Regions from separate parts of the Hordeum vulgare genome. Here region 1 is linked to region 2. The links are chromatin contacts, called in public Hi-C maps. All regions are on one chromosome and are shown on one strand. The core of a region is the stretch at or near the end of the contact, and the rest is flanking DNA. Distances in the headings are between cores, read along the strand shown.

Region 1 (7,752 bases), core at 2,700-5,199, 49 kb after region 2:
ATACATGTCATCCTGAAGTGAAATTACAACAGTATATAATATATGACATGTTGATACTAAAGTGAAATTACAACATTATAGACTATACAGTATAAGTCGAGTATTCTCCAAAGGGCCATAAGGAGCCATTCAGATGGCTGCAATCATCAACCTGCAGGTTAAATACGGTAAGCTAGTTTTAACCATAAAACTACTACTCCCTCCGTTCCTAAATATAAGACTTTTTAAAGATTTCACTACTGGATTACATACGAAGCAAAATGAGTGAATCTACACTTTAAAGTATGTCTATATACATCCGTATGTAGTCTTCTAGTGAAACCTCTAAAAAGACTTATATTTAGGAACGGGGGGAGTACTTTTTAGTTGCAAACCTACAACAATCCTGGCAAAGCACAAGAAGCTACACAACTTGTTAAATCTTTAAAATGACATAAACTGAGTTATTTTAACTGTTTGTTAGTCACAGACAGAAAATCAAGCTACAATTATTAAACAACGAACGCTATTTACATTAACGAAAACCCTACTGCCTAAACCGATAGGGAAAAATCTGAAATCTCTACTTGAATTCTATGATTCTATTGTTGCCCAAAGAGATACGATAGCAATAGCACCATTAGACAATATGGCTGAGAGTTCTCGTAGAAAAGGACCGCCTTGCTAGAAAATAAGCATATGCCGGCACATTCAGTTCACAGGGAAAAATATGTTGCAGAAAAAGGTGTCCAGCATTGCAATTTGATCCATACCACTGACAATTTTTTTATAGTAAAAATACACGCTCTAATGCTTACTGATTTATTGATTCCAGAGGTGTCTTCAGAAAAAGCATTCCAGTTGCTCTGGAAATTTTGTTCTAAGGAGACATACTCATCACCATAAGACTGCTCATAAACTTCTACTTGCTCAGGATAGGAGGAAGACGAGAATATGCTTGACATGCCTCCATATTCACCAGATTCAAAAGCATGCTGCTAGTCAAAACAATGAGTTAACAAAGAAAAGGTATATTAGCTGCACTCCGAACAATGAGCCAATAATCTGTCCAATTGACAATTATAAACAAACAGGATCTTATATCAATTTTGTATCAGTAGCATCTCAAATGTGACAGGAGTACATCTTACATTATCATACTGAGGAGTCACCTCTTGTGTGGAATCCTGATAGTATCCCAAATTCATCGACCAAGAAGATTGATAAGGTTCCACTGGACTGTCAGGTACATATGCATAGGGCTGTATCTCACATGACTGCGACGATATCTCCGAATTATCAATATGATTGGTATATGTTGAGAAATTCTACATAAGGATCAAAACATTATCTAGTTAGCAATTATGAGAATATAGAGAAGCATACTATATTTTCACAGAGACAAATGTAGTCAGCCTGGACAAGCAAATGCATGTATAGAACTACTGATGTGTCAACACAAAACTGAAAGAGGTAAGTAAATGACATTGATAGCTAACAAACCTCGTGGTACTCCAACTTGTGAGAATAAAATGTTTCTGGAGGTTCAACCTCAACATGCAGTGGTTGTTCACCAGAGTGTTGATTGTAACAATAAATAGGTTGAGATGAAAATGTGCTTTCTATACCATAACTGGGTAAAACCTCCTGCATTGAAATCGAGATGAGGTTTAGATGTGAAGATAACAAGCAGTCAAGCAGGATAGGGTGCAAGTAATAAGTAACTAATCATGGATTAGGATAGCGTAGGTAGTTACTGGAACATCTCTTTCAAACATATAAAAATATTAATGATTTGTTTCGTCTGTCTTGTCTAATGATCCTCTATTAATAAGATTAGTAAATCAGGCATTCAGGGAGAGCAAATATATATGCATACGTATAGTTAGACAACACTGATGTGCATGTGGCTACCTAATTCAGTAAACTGTAAAAGATCAAACAAACAATACATATGACCACATTAAACAAACAAACAGTACTACTTAAGGGTGTCCGTTAACTAAAGCTTTGATTGTAGCAATATATAGGTTGAGCTGAAATAGTATTCTCTGCAGCATAACAGGACGCTTGTGTGAAACTGAGATGGGGTTTAGATGTGAATATAACAAGCAGGGGCAGGTCCAGGTGCAAGTATAATAAGTAATGAATCATGGATGTTCTGAAAAAGGAAAGTGATGAATCATGGACTGGATTGTCTACTCGAGTTACTGAAGCATCTTTCAGAATTCAGACATACAACTCATTGATTCGTCTTGCATTTCTAGTCTAATGTTGCTCTTTATAAATGTCAAATTAATCATTGGGCAGAGCAAGTCAATATGCTGATGGTACTTAGACAACACTAATGCTCCTGTGGCGAGCCCATTGACTGACAGATCAGCACATAATTGCGCAAAATGGATAGAGTGACAAGTGACAACTAGTCACTCGCTGCTCACTAGTCAGTTGAGTGGCTGACACATGGATCATTCAGAAATGAGAAATACTCCCTCCGTCCCGAAATAAGTGTCTTAACTTTGTACTAGCTCTAGTACAAAGTTGTACTAAGCTTGAGACACTTATTTTGGGACGGAGGGAGTACCTGATACCGAGGCTCTTCCTCTCTGTAAAGATCCTGATAGCTCTGATTGGGAAACCACGTAGGTTCATCCGGAGCAGCATCAGCACTGTAAGACTGTTGGTAAGACGTGTCATACGAGCCATACGTAGAATGGGCATATGCATATGTATCCTCTTTTGCGTTGTCGTAAGAAGATAGCCACTGTCTCCGAGTACAAAAACAACGAAGGAATCGGTCAATAGAATACCGACGAAGGAAGATATATACTGTACTACGTACTGTATTTATTAATAATATGATAAGAGTATACTAAAGCATGATAAACTGAAGAATGATGCGGTGTATTTCCTCACATTGCTCTGATCGTGCGCTTCGCCGGCGTTGTGCCACTGCACATTCCCAATCGCTGGCACCTCGCCGTGGTCGTGCCACTGCTCATTCCCAATTGCTGGCACCTCGCCAGCGTCGTGCCACTGCACATTCCCAATGGCCGGCACCTCGCCGGCATCGTGCCACTGCACCCTCCCGATTTCCGGCGGCGGCACCTCGACCACCACGGCGTCCTCCACTCCCCCCTTCTTGTTGGCGTACACTGGGACCCCGTGGCAGTCGGTCCCAATCCGCCGCTCCCCGTACCCGTCGGCGTGGCCGAAGAGGAAGTCCAGCCCGCGCATGCACTGCCTCCAGTAGTCGCGCGGCCCGCACCGCGAGTGGCAGCAATGCGACCCCGCCGCCAGGTACGGCCAGCGCCGGAACACCTCCGGCGTGGGGTACACGGGCGGCCACCGCGGAGCGTCCCCGTAGTCGTGCGGCTTGGGCCAGTAGAACGGCTCCGCGACCGGCACCGGAGCCGGAACCGGCGAAAAGGGCGGTGTCCTCGCCGGCTCTGGCGATGGGACCGGCCGAGGCTTCGGGGGCGAAGCTGGTGGCGGCTGCGGCGTTGCGGGGGCAGGAGCAGTCACGGGGGCGGGCACGGGCGGCCGCGGAGAGGGGCGCGCGGGGGCGCCGTCGGGGGAGGAGATGGGGTAGCACGTGGAGGTGGAGGGCGGGAGCGGGGCGCCGTAGGTGGCGGAGATGTCGTAGCCGCCGCCGTAGGGGTGCGGGTTGTACTCGTAGTACTCGTCGTCGTCGATCTGGCCATCGTCGTCGGCGGCCGCCATGGAAGAGCGGTGCTCAGCGGTGGTTACGGCTGTGGGCGTCGGCTGGAGAGTGCCAGACTGGGGTGGCGTGAGCGTGAGCGAGTAGGCGAAGTGGGAGCAGAGCAGCGCATGTGCGGGGTGGGGGGGCGGCGGCTGGTGGCATGTTGATTTCGGGGTGATGGCGACGGCGAGGCGGTGACGGAGGAGTCGTTTGGAAGCCACCGCACGGTTGGGAGGGGAGAAGATGCCGCCGTGGTATTATTGCGCACCGAGCTCGAGGGCGTGCGATCGGAGTGGGTGAGGTGGCGGTTTGGCACCGGGATCAAAGTTTCCCTTTTTCTTTTAGGCGGCGCCGGTGGGCCGGCCCAAATTGGTCGTACCACAGGGTTTGGATCTCGATCGTGTGGGTCGTTGAATCCTCGTAAAAAAAAACGTTCACCACTATCCTCTCTTCTTCTCCACGCGTCTTTCGTTCCTGTCTCCTGTCGTCGCCTGCCGCCCCTGCCGCTCGAAGCATTGTGCCATCTTCGTCGTGCTTGTCGCTGCTCATAGCCGCCCTCGTCCATGTGTCCGTCGATGTCCACGGGGCTCGTAGAAATCAACCACAAACATCTCATCCCGACTGAAGCGTCCGGTGGATAGTTCATCGTGGAAGAAAAAGAACGGATGCAACAAAACAAGTTGTTGGTAGTAGCAATAAATAAATACAGTTGTAGTAAAAAACATCTCGCCGTCGTTGTCGCCGGTTGTAGCTCGGCATGCACGCTCGCAACAAAATTGAGTCATGACTGTAGCACACGACACCGTCGGTTTCAACAAAAAATGACACAATTGGTTGCAAAACATTTTGGTTGAAACTTTCTCAAAAACTATCGTTAAAGCTTTCCATCTGTCGGATGAAGATTTTTTTTAAACGATTGCAACATTTCATGTGTTTCAAAAACTGGTTGAAGCTTTCTCAAAAACTCTGGTTGAAGCTTTTTCATGTGTTGGATGGAGTTTTTTCTAAACGGTTGCAACATTTCATGTGTTCTAAAAATGGTTGAAGTTTTTGTAGTCATTGGATGAAGATTTTTCTATATGTGGTTGAAGCTTTTTCATCCGCGGGATGAAGCTTCTGTTAGAACGGTTGTAATTTTTGTGTATTCTGAAGTCTGGTTGAAGCTTTTTTATCTATTAGATGTAGCTTTTTACGTCCATGGTTGTAGCATTGGCGTCGTCGTTTGCAGTTGTCCTGATGTCGCCATTGCAGCTCTGTGACAGCCCGAGACCGACGATTCAGAAGATTTCCCTTTTATTCCGTTTTCGTCGTGTGATTATTTTTATTTGTCGCATCATCATCGCATCATGCGCATCATCCGCATTGCATCGGCATCCCGTAGCCGCCAGTTTCAAAACTTGCATCCGTTGTTAGTTGCCGGTTCTCGTCTTTGCCCGTTCTGAGCCCGACCACACTCGCACGCGCCTGCGACATCGTTTGAATCCTGTTTTTAGAAATGTATGTAAAAATTTCTCTGATTGGGTTGAAACTTGGCGTGCGGTCGTATTTAGATATAGGTAGGCCAACTGTCAAATTTCGTTGCAATCGGAGTCCGTCTGGTACCCGAACGGTCGACCGTAGCGGCACCGTATTCGGTCTTTCGTAGACGTTTTATCGATGTTTTAAAATAGTTGTCGGGTGCCCGTTTCCCTCTCTTCTCCGGATAACCTACACTACATGGCCAATTAGCCCGTCCCGCGTTCGGAATTGTTCGATTTCGATCGCGCGGTTGAAACCGGGGCGAAATTCTGCTAACCCTAGCCCCTTTTCCCTATATAAATACCCCTCCCCTACCTATTTGAGTGCCCCCCCTAATCCTCCTCGGGATCTGTGCCCGAAACCCTAACCCCAACAGCTACCTCTCTCTCCTCTCAGCCACCGCGGGCCTGCGAGCCCATATCTGGCCCGCCAGGGCCCGAGCCGCCACGCCGCCTGATACGTCTCAAACGTATCTATAATTTTTGATGGTTTCACGCTGTTATCTTGTCTTCTTTGTATGTTTTATGTACCTTCTTATATCTTTTTGGGACTAACTTATTAATTCAGTGCCAAGTGCTAGTTCCTGTTTTTTCCGTGTTTTTGACTCTTTTCAGATCTGATTTTGGAACGGAGCCCAAACGGAAGAAAAACCCCGAAATGATTTTTTCCCGAACGGAAGAAGTCCAAGGGGCTTTTGGGCCAAGCCAGGTGGGCTCCAGGGAGCCCACAAGCCCCCACTCCGCCACCAGGGGGAGGCAGCGGTGGGCAGGCTTGTGGCCTCCCTGGCCGCCCCCTAACCTAGGTCTTGCGCCTATATATTCCCAAATATTCCACAAAAAATCAGGGGAGCCTCGAAAAAACTTTTTCGCCGCCGCAAGCTTCCGTTTTCGTGAGATCTCATCTGGAGACCCTTCCCGACGCCCTGCCGGAGGGGACTTTGGAGTTGGAGGGCTTCTTCATCATCATCATCGCCCCTCCAATGACTCGTGAGTAGTTCACTTCAGACTTACGGGTCCGTAGTTAGTAGCTAGATGGCTTCTTCTCTCTCTTGGATCTTCAATACAAAGTTTTCCATGATCTTCATGGAGATCTATCCAATGTAATCTTCTTTGGCGATGTGTTTGTCGAGATCCGATGAATTGTGGACTTGTGATCAGATTATCTATGATATATATTTGAGTCTTTGCTGATTTCTTATATGCATGATTTGATATCCTTGTAAGTCTCTCCGAGTCTTGGGTTTTGTTTGGCCAACTAGATCTATGATTCTTGCAATGGGAGAAGTACTTGGTTTTGGGTTCTGCGATGTGGTGACCGTTCCCAGTGACAGTAGGGGCAGCAAGGCACACATCAAGCAGTTGCCATCAAGGGTAAAAAGATGGGTTTTTATCATTGGTTTGAGATTATCCCTCTACATCATGTCATCTTGATTAAGGCGTTACTCTGTTCTTATGGACTTAATACACTAGATGCATGCTGGATAGCGGTCGACGTGTGGAGTAATAGTAGTAGATGCAGAAAGTATCGGTCTACTTGTTTCGGACGTGATGCCTATAGAAATAATCATTGCATAGATATCATCACGACTCTACACAGTTCTATCAATTGCTCGACAGTAATTTGTTCACCCGCCGTCTACTTGCTTTCATGAGAGAAGCCACTAGTAAACACTACGGCCCCTGGGTCTATTCACATCCATCATTTACATCTCCGCTTTTACTTTGCTTTGTTACTTTATTGCTTTCAGTTCTCACTTGGCAAACAATCTATAAGGGATTGACAACCCCTTCATAGTGTTGGGGTGCAAGATTTTGTGTTTGTGCAGGATCTTGAGATACTCTTCCGCCGGATTGATACCTTGGTTCTCAAACTGAGGGAAATACTTACCGTCGCTGTGCTACATCACCCTTCCCGCTTCGAGGGAACACCAACGCAAGGCTCCAAGGCCACGGGGGAAATCCTTTGCATACTTTCCTAGGAAGTCCCTTATGGCGTAGCCGTAGCTGAAGGATTCGTGGTGCCGTCGACACAACTATTTCTAGCGCCATTGCAAGGGATACACAACAAAACATCAGAAGTATTTCTAGCGCCGTTGTCGGGGAGGAGAAATCAAGATCTATCCAAGTAGGTCTCACAAACTCTTCTCTTGCATTTACTTTTGTTGCCAGTTGCCTCTCGTTTTCCTCTCCCCCACTTCACATTTGTCGTTTTCATTCGCCTTCGCCGTTTTATTTTGCCTTTGCCGGTTTCTTGCTTGCTTGTGTTCTTTTTTGCTTGCTGAAGACATCATGTATGAAAACACCAAACTATGCGACTTCTCGATCACTAATAATAATGATTTTATTAGTACTCCGATTGCTCCCGGCACTAGTGCGGAATCGTATGAAATCAACGCAGCTCTGTTGAATCTTGTTATGAAAGAGCAATTCTCTGGCCTTCCTAGTGAAGATGTGGCATCCCATCTCAATACCTTCATTGAGCTTTGTGATATGCAAAAGAAAAGAGATGTGGATAATGACGTGATTAAGTTGAAACTTTTTCCTTTCCCGTTG
Region 2 (7,842 bases), core at 913-3,412:
TCTCCCAGCCGAGCACACCAAGGGACCAATCTTAAACTTCTCGTCTGATTTTCACAAAAAAGGCCAAACCCCGTGACCTTCATATCTCGTACGACGTCGTCGGAGTCCGCCGCTGCGAAGCACTCCACCGGACAAATTCATTGCCACCGCGGGTTCCCGAGACCTCCTTTCTCCTCCACATCGATCGCCTCAACTTCCTCCCTCTTCCTAATCTTCTAGTTCGTGCAGGGGAGCACTAGGACGACGACGACGACCCCGACCGGATGCAAATCGTTATTGCGAGCTCTGCCTGGACAGTGCCGCCGCAAGGAGACCTCCCCAAAGACCCCAAGTATGAATTTGAGATTGTCGAGCTCTTGCACGCCTAGGCGGCGCACGACGGACGTGGACGGCGGCGCGGAAGTTTTCATGGCAGTTGGGCTCCCGCCAACTGCTTTCTCTCGATACACGGCACCGTAGAAGCGGACGTGGAAACTGTGTTTTTAGAGACCATGCAAGAGGCGCTTTTTACTGTGCCCTTCAAAAAAATTACAGGTGAGAGTCGTTTACGGCTTCTATTTGAACCACGTTTTCCGCCTAAAACTATAAACCGGTGGTTATTTTACAGTTTCGCAAGTTATACGGGGTCTGCTAGAAATGCTCTAAATAGGGTAATCCGGTTAAAAATTTGTTAAATGGGACCATGTGTCAAAATTGTTAAAGTAAGGGTAAAAACTGAATTTCACTTCATTCTCTTTGAAACATTGAACGAATTATGCTCGTCTCATTAATTGAGAAGGCTGATGTTGCATAGTAAACTAAGGGCTCCTTTGATTCAAAGAAATTCTATATGATTTTTTGGAGGATTGAAATTCTTAGTATTTTTTTTTACATTTGTCCTTTGATTCATAAGATTGGATTTCATATGAATTTTTTCTATGGAATCTTTCGTACTATATTTTATAGGAAACCTAACATTTACTCCAACCTCTATTTACATTTTTTTTGTTTTTTCTGTGACACCAAACACTCCTTTCTAATCCTATAGGATTTAAATGGACATGCCACTCCAACCCTTTATTTTTTTCTATTCCTGCATTTTCAAAATCCTACAAATCAAAGAGGCCCTAAACAAAACTCATATAAAGGTCACATGAACTCAACACCCACCGATAAGGAGCACCGCTCATTGCCACCGCCTATAAGAGTCATCATAAGCAGTCACTCCTGATGACATGGTGTTCCTAAATTTACTTGGAAGACCACTGTCATAACAATTAACGACTCAGAAAACTCAACTGTTGGTTGGTGTGATCATGGAAATTCAAGAGGCACGCGCAGTCCAGCTGTCGCCGGTCATATGGTTGCTTTGCGTGTGAAGTCTAAAATAAACCTTGAGTTCATACATCTCGTTCGATTCAATCCCTCAACTCCAAATTCCTGAAATTGGCACCCTATACTCTTTGATCCCGGTCAACTCTAACCCTGAGCTCGTTTGATGCACCGGAAAAATGTCGTTCCCGGCCAGGATTGTAGTTTACTCTCACTAACATTCGTACCCGACGTATCATATTCATCTTCATGCTTAGGTTGTGTCTAGTGTTGAACTGACTTAATAAGAGGCAATTGTTTCGAAGCAAACCAGTTTCTACATGTCTAGGGATGGGATTGACTGGTATCAAAGAGTATAGGATGCCAATTTCAGGGATTGAGAGGTTAGGGTTTGATTTCGACGAGCTGTATGAATTCAAGGTTTAAAACAGACTTTACTCTTGCTTTGCGATTCACAAAGTTGTTGATTCTGCACGAGGGTACATCTAGTTTTAGGTTTTAGTTTTCGAAGCTTGGGGGTTTTGTCATCTGTTCGTATCAAATTTCAGAGGACAAAACTTGGTGAAGTTTCTAAAATTCGTCAAAACATATTCGAAAGCGGTCTTATTTGAAGCCCTCACCACGAGAAACACGGATATTGATATACAAACGAAAATTAATTGAACTTATTATGATTCAAAAGATATACAGAATCCAAACTGAAAGCCGGTTGTGGCTCACGGGGTCGTTACATACAAATATGACAGTGCGACAGGCCGTGTGGACGACCACGAGAGCTGCTGGTCCATGGATCGTCGTTGTCCAAACGTGCAACGACGCAACGCTTGATTTGTTCGCCTCGCAGTCTTCCGTGGACCATCTCTCGCAATCACACAGATCAGCTGCCGCCCTGTGGCATGTTTGCATGCCATGCATGGCAGGTAAGCGCTAGGGCCGACACCGGCAGCATCCATACGTGCAAACCGACCAAAACAGCTTAACTCCATCTTGGCAACTTGCAAGTGTAATCAACCCGGCAAACAAGTAGGGTGGTACGCTCCACTTTTTCAAAAACTGAGATCGATGAAAGCCATGCATATGCAACAACAGGCCGGCTCCAAGTAAACGTACGGCCGGGATACTATTAACTCTGTCTGCTCATTAACTGGACGGTCTCTCGGCGCGAGACACCGTCCTTAACGACCCGTTCATCACCTCATTTAAGCACTGCCGGTACAAACATGTTCATGCATGTGTGCCTGCTCATCTCTTCCGGGCAAGGACACTGCTAACGCTTATCTTGCCCACGGCCTTAATCGAAGCCATCATCAACACCAACACGGAGCTAGATCGAGTGCTTAACGACCATAACCACCGAACAAAGCCCACGGTACGACTCGTCAAATAAGAAAGCCACCGTACTACGTGCCTGGCCTCATTTTCCTTGGTTATTAGATTAGATAGATTAGACAAAGCCGAAACATTCTGCAGATGCATTAACTGGCGTTATTATGGCAGGCATGAGTTGATGAGCACACACGTAGAGTGCAGTATTCGTTGCCGCCTGCCAACCAGATCATGAGCGAGTGATTATAATACATAAAGAAACGCCAGTACACTCTCTCCATCACCGCCACTAATCCCAAACGTACTACAAGTATCTTTGTTTAACCGGCTTCGATAATGACCTTACGTACGTTGCTAATCAGTGGCTCCTGCCTGGCTATTACAATTGCCTCCACGTTTTTGGCGGAAAGGATTACACATAGTAGCTGCTGCTAGTGACTTTATGAGCAGGAATTTTGACACCTAGCTAACACACACACACATATATATATGGTTGTGGAACACTTGGGTTCACTTGCGCATGGCCGATGTCTTGTCAATTTTGTCAGCATCCAATGATTTATAGTAGTAAGCAGGATCCTAGACTATTATTCGAGGGGGGCCCGTGGTCAAGCTTAATCAGCTGGTTCCCAGCTTGCGCTATTTAGCCGTGATATGCGCATCAATCATTGAAGACAGCCCTATGCTACCAGCTAGGCCTACTGTATGACTGTATGCACCGCTATTATTCCAGCAAACCTGATGTGATTTGCTCCGATCACTCCTTTAATTCGGCACAAGCAATCAAAATTAGAGTAAGCTCACTCATATCTGCTGTTTATAGTTTTTGAGATAGCTAAACACGACCGTAAAAAAAGATAGCTAAAAGCTCATGCCGAGCGGTGCTCGCTCCTATCAATTGCACCCGAGTTCCCCTTCAAACCCTTTTGTTTGTTTCGGAATTCTTGTGAAATTTGTGTGTTGTAAAATGCTTCAACTGTTCTTTGTTGCAACAAAACCAAATTGTCGCGTCACATGGGTTGGTTGTGGTCGCCATCAAGTGACAAGATGGATTTCGGCCCTTGGGGAGACACTGTCTCGCTCAAAACTGTTGAACTGCAACTGGGGAAGTAAAATGCTAGCCAGACGCATCGAGGGTGTATCTAAAAGTATCCACTGACTATGACTCTCTGCTTATATTTTCGTGTTTTTGAAAAATGTCTAGTGCCAATTTGTAAGGCAAATCAAGATATTGGACGTACTGGCACAAGATATATTAACAGATCTACAGTAAACAGAAATTTAAACGTGAAAAATACCTTCAAATGCTACCACAGGTAGAGTTCTCGGATACTATTCACGGATGAATTTGCTGTTTGGTGTGTGAATTGAGTTTGGAGTTAAAATTTGGTAATATTAAAGAATTAATTGCATAAATTCACTATTTCTGCTCTTTTTGCTAGATCATGGTTGTATTTGGAGTTCATATTTTATGACGTTGTTTATGTATTTGTACCAGTTCACTCAATTAATTTTAAATTTAATCTTTTGGATGATTTACCATGACTTGTTAGCATTGATGCACGGTAGCATCCCTAGTCATGGTAGTACTCGATATATATTCTCTTTTATTCTACCAAATTATCAAATGCAAAAAATGTTACTTTTTTGGCACTTTGATTGTGTTACAATTCTATCTGCAAAGTGAGAAACATTAAAGAGAGAAATTCATATTTGAATAGGAAATGCCAAATTAGATTTTTGTTGTGAAAAGTTTAGACATTGTTCATGTTCTTTTCCGGTTTGTGAATGAAATTTGGGGTTGAAAATTAGCAACATGATAGATGTAGTAGGTACCAACTTTCTCTGGTTCTTTTCAAAAGAAAAATGCTTTGATCCTTTTTTCGTGAAATTTCTACGAACTTTGCCTCCTCTAAAAACGTTTCAATTATTGTTTGCTGCAACCGAATCAGTTTGTATGGTCGTATGGTTTGCTTGAGCTTGCCATCAAGTAACATGATGGATTTCGTCCCTTGGGGAAACAATGTCTCCCTCAAAATCGTTTGCGCTCGAGCGGGGAAGTAAAATGTTGGACACACACTGTTAGATTGATCTCTTCCCCAATGGGTCCAACGGTCCATTGGAACCTTGACTCATGCCCTGATCGGGGCATCCAGCCCAAGCAAGGCTGGTGCGCCCCTGTCGCGCAGTGTCATATATAGTAGGTGGGGACCATGGCACAGGGAACAAGGTTCGTCGCCGCCACTGTTTCCTCACTATAAAGTCTATGTTAGTGAAATTCACATGGAGGTTGATCCCACCTCATTTAAAGCACTAAATCGAGCATTGAGAAGTGTATGTTTGTCTAAATGATAAGAGACTATGTTAGATGAAATAAATTGGTGAATCCCGACGATGTTTGGGACTCATAAGTAATTTCCAATTGAGCCAAAACAGTAGGCTTTAAAGGGTCTACAAGGCCAATGTGACTCCAAAGGAAATATGTGAAGGTGTAAAGCGTGACTCAAATCGAAAGTTTTTGTGCAAAGAGGATGAATATATTACAATGAGTGTTAGTGGCACATCATGATCGACATCATGATCTGAGTTACATCAGATGATAGTAAAGAACACAAGGGATACTTCTTCAAGAAGTCTTTTATGGACTAGAGCAAGTCTCTAGATAGTGGCATTTAAAGTTAAAAGAATCAGATGTTATTTTGGGTCAAGGAAAATTAGAGGACAATTGTATCCATGCAAAGTTATAGAATGGGAAATTCATTTCCAAATTCCTGTGCATGTGGATGAAGTCCTACTTGCTAGTGGTGATGTCAATCTACTGCAGGAGGAGAAAAGAAGTTATTGTCCTCAAAGTTCAAAAGAATATTCTCGGTAGAGTGTCTCTCGTTATAAGTATCGAGATTCACCAAGAAAATAATAAGAGGGGGTATTAGGAATGTCGCATGGACATGCCGAGAAAGGTCTCTAAAGTATGCATGCGAGAAAACCTACGCATGTTTTTATAGTCAAGGGTAATGGAACTGGAAACTATGGTGTTCCAAAAGATGATGAGAAAAGACTGAAAATGGATATGGTACTATATGCTTCACCTGTTGGAAGCTCAATATATTACCCTCACACAGTTCACGTATATATCCGGGTTGTTTTGGCAATGTCCAGTCTATATGTAGATCAATGAAATGGAGTCAAAGATATCGGCCACATGCTAAAAGAAATAAGTGCTCTCAAAAGATTGTGAGTACAAAGACAGGACTTGTGAAATGTATAGAGAAATACACTATTGTCGCTAACTTTCATACTTGGAGTTTTGTGTGGTAAAGCTTCAAAGAATGAAACAATTATCATCAGTGTGATGCAAAGATATGTTATAGCTTGATATGAGGCTGAGGGACACGCAAAATGGTTAAGGAGACCTGTACCCGGAGTTGATAATGGTTGACAACAACGATAACCATTTTATGTTTTTCGCTCCTATGACAACGAGTCAAGTGTTGATGCCAAACACACTGACACTGAATTATGTGTTGTAAAGGAAAAAGTACGAAACTATGTACAAATACTTGAAGCATAAAAGCAACAGACAAGTGTTTGTAGATCTCCTTATTAAAGGCTTACCGCCCAGTGTGTTCATAGAGCACATAGTCGACATGGGTTTTATGGTACATTCTAAGATTTCCGGACAATAAAGGGCCCAAGGTTAAAGAATTTGTTTCAAAACAAAGAGGTACGTTGTGGTTGTCTGATTCTATCGGCAATTGAGCTGTGACGATGAAACATGTCCTACGTATTGCTCTCTTTGTGACGCCCTCGATTTAATCGTACGCTAAACATACACGCAAATGCGTACGATCAAACCCGAGGACTCACGGGAAGATATCAAAACACAACTCTAGACACAAATAAAATAACATCAGCTTCATATTACAAGCCGGGGCCTCGAGGGCTAGAATACGGAAGCTCGATAAACACACGAGTCAGCGGAATCAACAAATATCTGAGTACAGACATAAAACATGGGGTGCCTTAGAGAAGGATAGCACAAAAGATACAACGATCGAACGAGGCGAGGCCTCCTGCCTGGGAACCTCCTAACTACTCCTGATCATCAGCGGCCTCCACGTAGTAGTAGGCACCGTCGGAGTAGCAGTCGTCGGCGGCGGGGACCTCCATCTCCTGGGCTCCATCATCTGGTCGCAGCAAACGGATCGAGGGGACAAGAGGGGGAGCAAGGCAGCGGTGAGTACTCATCCAAAGTACTCGCAAGTCTTACATCAGAACTATTCTAATTATGCATCAGTATCAAAGAAGGGGGGGTTATATGTGGACTAACTGCAGCAACACGAGAATAGAGAGAGAAGGCCTAGTCCTATTGAAGACTAGCATCTTCAGGGTCTTGCAGCAATAGACGAGAGTAGAACAGGGGGGTAACACATTAATAGTCATATTGTTGCAGAAATATTAAAGTGAGGTCACGCCTAAAGATCCTCCCTCGACTCCCAATGATCCGAGTAACAAGGTCGAGTAACTGTGTGGTTGTAACATCGGGGGGAATCCGAGGTATCACCCTCGTTGGATTCCGAACGATGTACCCGTCAAGGTGGGCTTAGAGGAATCACCCTCGGGGGCCCCACACTTGAGGGGTTGCACGACAGAGGCGACATCGGGAATGGTGAAAGAGGAATCACCCTCGATAACCATGACCGGCTAGTTGTACTACAGAGATATCATGAGGAGTACTTAGCGAGGTGTCACCCTCGGTACCCGATAGTATCTCTGTAGCGTCGTACAACGAAGGGGGTGTATGTGCTGTGTCGGGTCTGGCTCGTCGATCAGAGATGGAGATTTGAAAACAAGCGGGGCAACTGGACTACGAGGTCAGAGGGGATGACTGCTCCACCTATACTAAGCAGATTAAAGGTACAGGACTGAATGTAGCAGTTCATCGAAAATAGGCTATGCATCAGATATAGGATGTAACTACAACAGTAGCAAAATACTAATGCAAGCAGTAGGAAGAAAGACATAGGCGATATAAGAATGATCAAGGGGGGTTTGCTTGTCTTGCTGCTCTACGGCAAAGGACTAATCGGCAGGGTCGTAGATGTACCCGGCAGCAGCGTCAGTCTCGGGGTCTACCGGTAAGAAGAGGGGGAAGAAACAATAAATAATAGCAACGGTGCAACACAAGGCATGACATGGCAAGAT

What was found. Hi-C and Micro-C count contacts between places; a contact is called where the count stands out from the background.
Region 1: a contact with region 2 is called in a Hi-C map of leaf, with 1.6 times the contacts expected there. The contact joins the promoter of LOC123424691 here to the enhancer-like site in region 2. A contact is called at or near these places in 4 of 6 Hi-C or Micro-C datasets (leaf and seedling).

What each region holds. Positions count from the first base shown.
Region 1 is chr2H:37,313,857-37,321,608 of MorexV3_pseudomolecules_assembly, forward strand. It overlaps LOC123424691, which reads right to left and starts at 3,950. Exons shown (of 6, transcript XM_045108356.1): 1 at 2,896-3,950; 2 at 2,564-2,743; 3 at 1,483-1,626; 4 at 1,131-1,307; 5 at 798-974; 6 at 1-151. The coding sequence starts at 3,702. The coding sequence ends at 83.
Region 2 is chr2H:37,266,334-37,274,175 of MorexV3_pseudomolecules_assembly, forward strand. No RefSeq gene overlaps it. Among protein-coding and RNA genes, the nearest start is that of LOC123424691, 48 kb to the right of the region's middle. Within about 2 kb of position 2,163, at least 3 of the 3 cell types and tissues checked have open chromatin away from gene starts, as enhancers often do. A contact at or near this core is called in leaf and seedling, where this site is marked.